Regions from separate parts of the Zea mays genome. Here region 2 is linked to region 1. The links are chromatin contacts, called in public Hi-C maps. All regions are on one chromosome and are shown on one strand. Each heading gives the region's core, a stretch centred on a gene start, on an enhancer-like site or on the middle of the called end of the contact. The rest is flanking DNA. Distances are from core to core; before and after follow the strand shown. Region 1 holds the start of LOC103647205 (sterol 3-beta-glucosyltransferase UGT80A2). Region 2 holds the start of LOC100276832 (maternal effect embryo arrest 60).

The links. A called contact is a pair of places that touch in the nucleus more often than the background predicts.
Region 2: a Hi-C map of ear shows a contact between it and region 1, with 1.9 times the contacts expected there. The contact joins the promoter of LOC100276832 here to the promoter of LOC103647205 in region 1. A contact is called at or near these places in 2 of 25 Hi-C or Micro-C datasets (ear and leaf).

The regions. Positions count from the first base shown.
Region 1 is chr2:162,152,560-162,155,673 of Zm-B73-REFERENCE-NAM-5.0, forward strand. LOC103647205 (sterol 3-beta-glucosyltransferase UGT80A2) reads right to left here and starts at 1,662. Exons shown (of 14, transcript XM_008671776.3): 1 at 1,264-1,662. The coding sequence starts at 1,327.
Region 2 is chr2:162,318,263-162,321,097 of Zm-B73-REFERENCE-NAM-5.0, forward strand. LOC100276832 (maternal effect embryo arrest 60) reads left to right here and starts at 1,516. Exons shown (of 1, transcript NM_001150541.2): 1 at 1,516-2,435. The coding sequence starts at 1,610. The coding sequence ends at 2,206.

The sequences.
Region 1 (3,114 bases), core at 412-2,911:
ACAATAGGTTTATGAAGAATTAGAATGTTAATCTGTTAAACCAAAACCACAGCTAACAAGCAGTAACAAACATTGCAAGGCAAAAAAAATCCTAACAAACTATATAGTGCCACACTTAGTTTTAGTCATGTCCATAGCAAATGGAAAAGTTGACATTTTAGCCTTGGGAAAAGTCAAATTTTCAAACTCAAACAACATGCACAGTGTTCGATTTTCAACCCTGAACTATGAAGTTGGATGCCAGTTGCCAGACGACCTGCAATTGTCAAAAACTGACATATTTCATCCTCTGGCTAGTTTCAAAGGTGGTCTTCTTTTCTAAAAATAATAAAAATCCAACTTAATCTCTAAAAATTCATAAATAATTTATTTTAAATACAAAAAACTAAAACTACTACCAATTTTCTTCTAAAAATAGTATCTATCTGTTGCTACTCTATTTTTAGTTAGTTTAGTCTGATATGTTATAAATAAATAATAAGCACGATTATGACCAATAAAGCAATTAGGAACATAAATGCACAAGTTACCAACAACTCCAAATAGAGCAGCAACATATAGATAACATTTTTAAAGAAAATAGGTACTGGTTTCACAGTTTTCTGATTAAAAATAAATTAGTAATGGTTTTTTAGAGAGTAAACCAGATTTTTACTATTTAAAATAGAAAACCTCATTTAAACCCCGCTAGAGGACTGAATTTATCCGGAGAGGCCGTCTATGACCAGACTGCCGTATAAGTTGAAAAAATATACTATATCTTTCTAGTCTTTGAAGACAAAATGTCAAAGTTTCAACCACTGTGCAGTCAAAGGAATCAGGCATGAAAATTCCCTTAATCCCCAAGTCCGTCCACTTCTACCAGTTTGCTGACCCAAACTGAAATTACGCTGGAACACAAGAAAACAAAAAATTGGCCCTATTCAACCTCCCCTCTTCTTCGAATTAGCACGGCAATCCCAGCAGAATTCACCAGAAAACCAGCAAGAAGCCTTCTGTCTGCACAAACCATAACGCCTCCCTCGAAATCGGCCCCTAGAAGGCCAGAATCAACCTTCTACGCGACAATGCCACACCGCGACAACATCACTACCAAGTCCTAAGACCAACGCGGATCAAATCGCTTCGTAGAATACTGGTACGATAGAGGACACGAGTACACGACACAGAACCAGATTGGCTAAGAATTTGACGATGGAGAAGGAAAGTAGAAACTTCTATAATCATCGGTCGGATATCGGGAAAGGAACCAAAGGTGCTCACCGGACGAGGAACAGACGTCCTCAGCGCCGGGGCCGCCGACATGGCTGCTGCTGGTTTCCTTCATCGGCTGCGGGAAAGGCTTCTGGAAGTTTCCTTCACTTCCTCCCTCTCGAGGGGCAAGGTCTCCTCTAGAAGACCAACCTCCAAGCGGGCCACGCCACGAGAGTCATCGGAGGCTCGGAGCCAAAGCCCAAAGGAGAGAGAAACGGGGAACGCGGACGGAGGTTTCTCACGGAACGGGATGCGAAGCGAAGGACGAAGACGGCTATTGCCTATTGGGCGTTGGGTAGGGAACTCGTGGCAGGTGCTTGACGGACGATCCGGATGCGTCATGCGTGCTGGACCATGTCTGCGGGTGATCGAACTGCCGTTGAAAATGGTTGAGCGACCGTCTGGTATGTGGTGTCCACAGGCGAAAGCTGCTGCTAGTCTGCTACACTACACGTACTGTTTGATAGGCGTCGGGCTCCTCATGGCATGCCGGCGTGTCAACGGACATGTCATAGTTAATTTGGTGACAAACAAATCACGAGAATTAGGGGAAAATAAACTAATTTTTCTTTTAATCTCTCAATCCTCTCATGATTCCGAGTCACCAAATCAGCCATCAATGAGACCCGATTCTCCGGGGATAATTTTTCCCCTCAATCTACCGTGATCCCCTTATTATCAAATCAAGCCTAAGGTAATTTCGAAAGCCAAAAAACAGAGGAAAGAGGAGCTAAAATCATCTTATTATTAAAATTTAAATAAGAAAATAATTTTAGCTCCTCTAATTCTATCCGGTTATCTAGCTCCCAAATTAGTACTTATAGAACGAGGATGGATAATTCAGTTTCCACAGGAATAGGAATCAAAATGGGTAAAATTTTGTTCCCGTCAGGTTCGCAGGGACGGGATGGGAAACAATTCCTGTTCCCCGCATACTCGTCCCACGAAGTTTTCTTTATCTAAATTAGTCTATTTGTATGTTAAAATTATACTAAAAAATCAATATATAGTTTATTATAAAATAACAAATTATACTTAAAAAAGAAGACGTATTTTGTATTTTTAAATCTTATTTGTTAAATTTATATTGATTTAATATAATTAATTTTAATTTGCATCCAAATATTGTATTTACTAATAGGGATAGATTCCTCGTGGGGATAAATTTCCCCGACGAGGACGGGGTTGAGACACAGGGTTGGGTGTTGTATTAATAGACTGAGTTAGTTGGGTCTGGCCCATTACACAGTGGTGAGAGAGTAATTACACAGGGTAAGCCTCAAACCCTAAATGGGTATTCTAACACACACACCCCGTAGTCTCAACTCTATTCTATATAGGTGTTAAGACTGGTTTGAAAGTCTAAAAATACACTCGACGGTAACCCCTTGGTGAAGATGTCGGCTTAACTATAGTTTAGTGGGGACACTGAGAACCGGAACATCACCGGCAGCGACATGCTCACGGACAAAGTGTAGGTCGATCTCCATGTGCTTCGTGCACTGATGCTGCACGAGATTGGTGGAGAGGTAGACCATGCTGACGTTGTCGCAACAAACGAGGGTGGCGCGCTTGAAGGAAACGGTGGCACGCTATAGAGCAAAACCTATGCAAATAATCAAACTAGAATGTGCAAACTAGGTTTTGTCTAAGTGTTGTTATCTCTACCGCAAAGCCTAAGTTTCAATCCTATATAATCTAACTAGAAAGACAAGATTGAAACTTGAATACTTAATATAAATGCGGAAGGTAAAAAGCAAGGTAGAGATGAAAACTCTTGTGGATGACGCCGGTATTTTTATCGAGGTATCCGGAACCATGCAAGGTTCCAACTAATCCTCGTTGGTGCCCCTACGCAAA
Region 2 (2,835 bases), core at 266-2,765, 170 kb after region 1:
AGCGGCTCGGACAATCACATGATTAATTTATGGAACTTAAATTCAATTTGTCATTTCATTGCATCTGGAAATATTTTATTATTATTTTTACTTATTATTACTATGGTTTCGTATTTACTTACACTTAGTAATTGCTATTAAAATTTTGACCAACTTATAAAAGCAATGCTCAGCTTCAGCCTTTATTTTATTGATCAACCTTACACTTCACATGAACTCCCACCTTTGGTGAGTTCATGTCACATTATTCCCCACAACTTGTTGAGCAATGAACATGTGTGAGCTCACTCTTACTGTCTCACACCCCCCACACATGAGAAGAACAGGTGGTTCAAGTGGAGCCACAACGAGGAGTTCAATTCGATCTAGGTGGCGTCTCCCAGTTGACTTTCTGGCGCCAAGGATGGATTTTAGATCCTGTTATATTTATCTTTTATTTTGTAAGACTTCCGCTATGTAATAAATACTCTGATTATTGTGACATTTATCTCTATACACTCTATTATTATATATGTTGTCTTCTTTGGCGCATGTATGAGATGCACCCGGCTTTGTCCTTTAAAGCCCGGGTCTGACACCGCGGCCGCGAGCGGGGCGAAGGAGTGCAGCCCGTGCCGCAGTGAGGCCGACGCCGACGAGGGGCCGCCGCGGCGCGCATGGACAGGGTGATGGGGCCAAGAATGGGGGCGGGGTGGCAGCCTCTTCGAAGATCTATGCGGGGGGGGGGGGGGGGGGGGCGAGGGCATGGTATGGCCTCGTGGGGGGTAGCGAGGATCGCAGGGCGTCAATGGCACCCTTCCATCGACGGAGAGCAGAGGGGCGGTGGGTGGGCAGAGGGATCTCGCGGGCGTGGGGGGAGGGAGGTTGGGGTGGTGGATGTCGTGGGCATGGGCGCGACGGCGGAGATTGCGGGCGAGGCGGGTCGGAGGAATCGGGCGCGGCGGGCGAAGTTTTCGGCGCGCGATGGGCGAGGTGGAGGGCGCTGATGGCGGCGGGCGACCGGAGGGCGCGGAGGCAGAACATGGTGCACAGGGGTGTGGACGCCTACACTGCAGGCTTATAGAGTAGTAGAGAATACTGACTCCTATAAAGGAACCGTTATTGAAGAGAAGCCAGAGTTGGAGTCATATTTAGAGGAGTCAGAGCCGTGCTGAAGGAGGCCTAAGATAACTCCATATGTCTCATATGTTATGAACATAAACGCGTACATGTCACACGTGCAAATCCATTGGTTATCCATAACTGACTGTTTGACTTCAAACTCGCTATACGATATTCGTTTGTGTGAGATTATACCTAGAATCGTTTCAACTGATCAAAATTTATACAAATTAAATAAACAATCCGGGTAGAATTTGATCTGAGACAAGTCTAATGATTGGTTTTTTGGAGTATGATTTTTGGACCAATCAAGTTTCGCCGTCTCAACACGCATTGCTTTGTTCGCATCTCGCATTCGCACCTGAGTGAGGACGTGAGGTCCGTCATATGGACACACGTGCTCACCGACCAGCCGACCACGCTTCTCTAGCTTGGGCTTGGCAGTGCCAATCCGATCCACACACCCCAGTTTCTTCCTTCCTTCCTCGGTCTAAAGAAGCAAGCAGCCATGGACGGCGACGTCGCGACCGGCGGCGGCGGGGGCACCAGCATCCACATCACGGCGCTGGACGGCATCGTGAACGTGAATTCGCTCTTCACCCTGGCCGCCTTCCTGGGCCTGGCGTGGCGGCCCTCCTCCGACGGGCCGGGGCTCGCCGACGGCGCCGACCGCACGGGCAACCCCTGCGCCGCGGGGGACCGCGCCGAGTCGGACCTCGTCTCCTTCCACGTGCTCGCCTTCGCCTGCTTCCTCTTCTCCAGCCTCGTCGCGCTCTGCCTCAAGCAGCTCGTCCGCACCTACCCCGCGCCCCACCGCCGCCGCGCCGCCTCCGCCTCCGCCTCCGCCTCCGCCGCCGGCGGCCGCACCGCGCGGATCAACCGCGCGGCGCTCCGCGTCGGGATCCTCGCGTCCGCCGTGGGGTCCGTCGCCGGATGCGGCTTCCTGATGATGGCCCTCGTCAACGTGGTGCAGGTGAAGCTCGGGCGACTCGGGTGCGGCGCCGGCGGGGCCGCCGCCTGGGCCGCCGTCGTGCCGCTCGTCACCCTCGTCCCTTCCGCCATGCTCATCTACATCGGCACCGTCTTCTACGCCTTCACACGCTAGTCGGTGGCGGATCAAGGAACACTCTGACCAAAGCACCCGTTTTTCGATCAGATCTTTATCTGTGTGATCCCTCCTCAGTCTTTCTTGTGTGTGATTGGTGGTGATGGCGTGAGAGAACTTCCAGGGGGGAACAATGCAGCTGACTTTTGTAGATTTAAGATATGTAAAATCCATGCGATATTATGATTGTGTTTTGGAGTTTTGGAGCAAAGTGAATCTGCTGTGGTTTTATCTGCAATTGGCCTTTGTATTTGCACTTGAGAAGTTGGTCAGATGTGCCTAGAATCTTTAGGTCCGAAGCAATGGTGAGATGGAGCTCAGCTGCTGGTTGGTCTCTCAACTTGATATGAAACAATTGTCCCAGATCTCAACTACTGACTCTGTAGCACCCTCAGGTAGGTTTTTCAGGTCTGAGTTTGTCATGTACTATCTGTATTGTGAGCGTGGAAGGTCGCAGCATCCGCATTTGTCAAGCGAAACTTCGTCATTTTTTTTTCGGTTTCTCCAAATGCACTTCCCCCATTCTACTAGGCCAATGGGCCAACAAGTCATTGAAGACCAGTTCGTGACACAGGCATCGCAGTCTTCAAAGTCGATGGAACGACGAACTGCTGTATTCAGATTTTTTG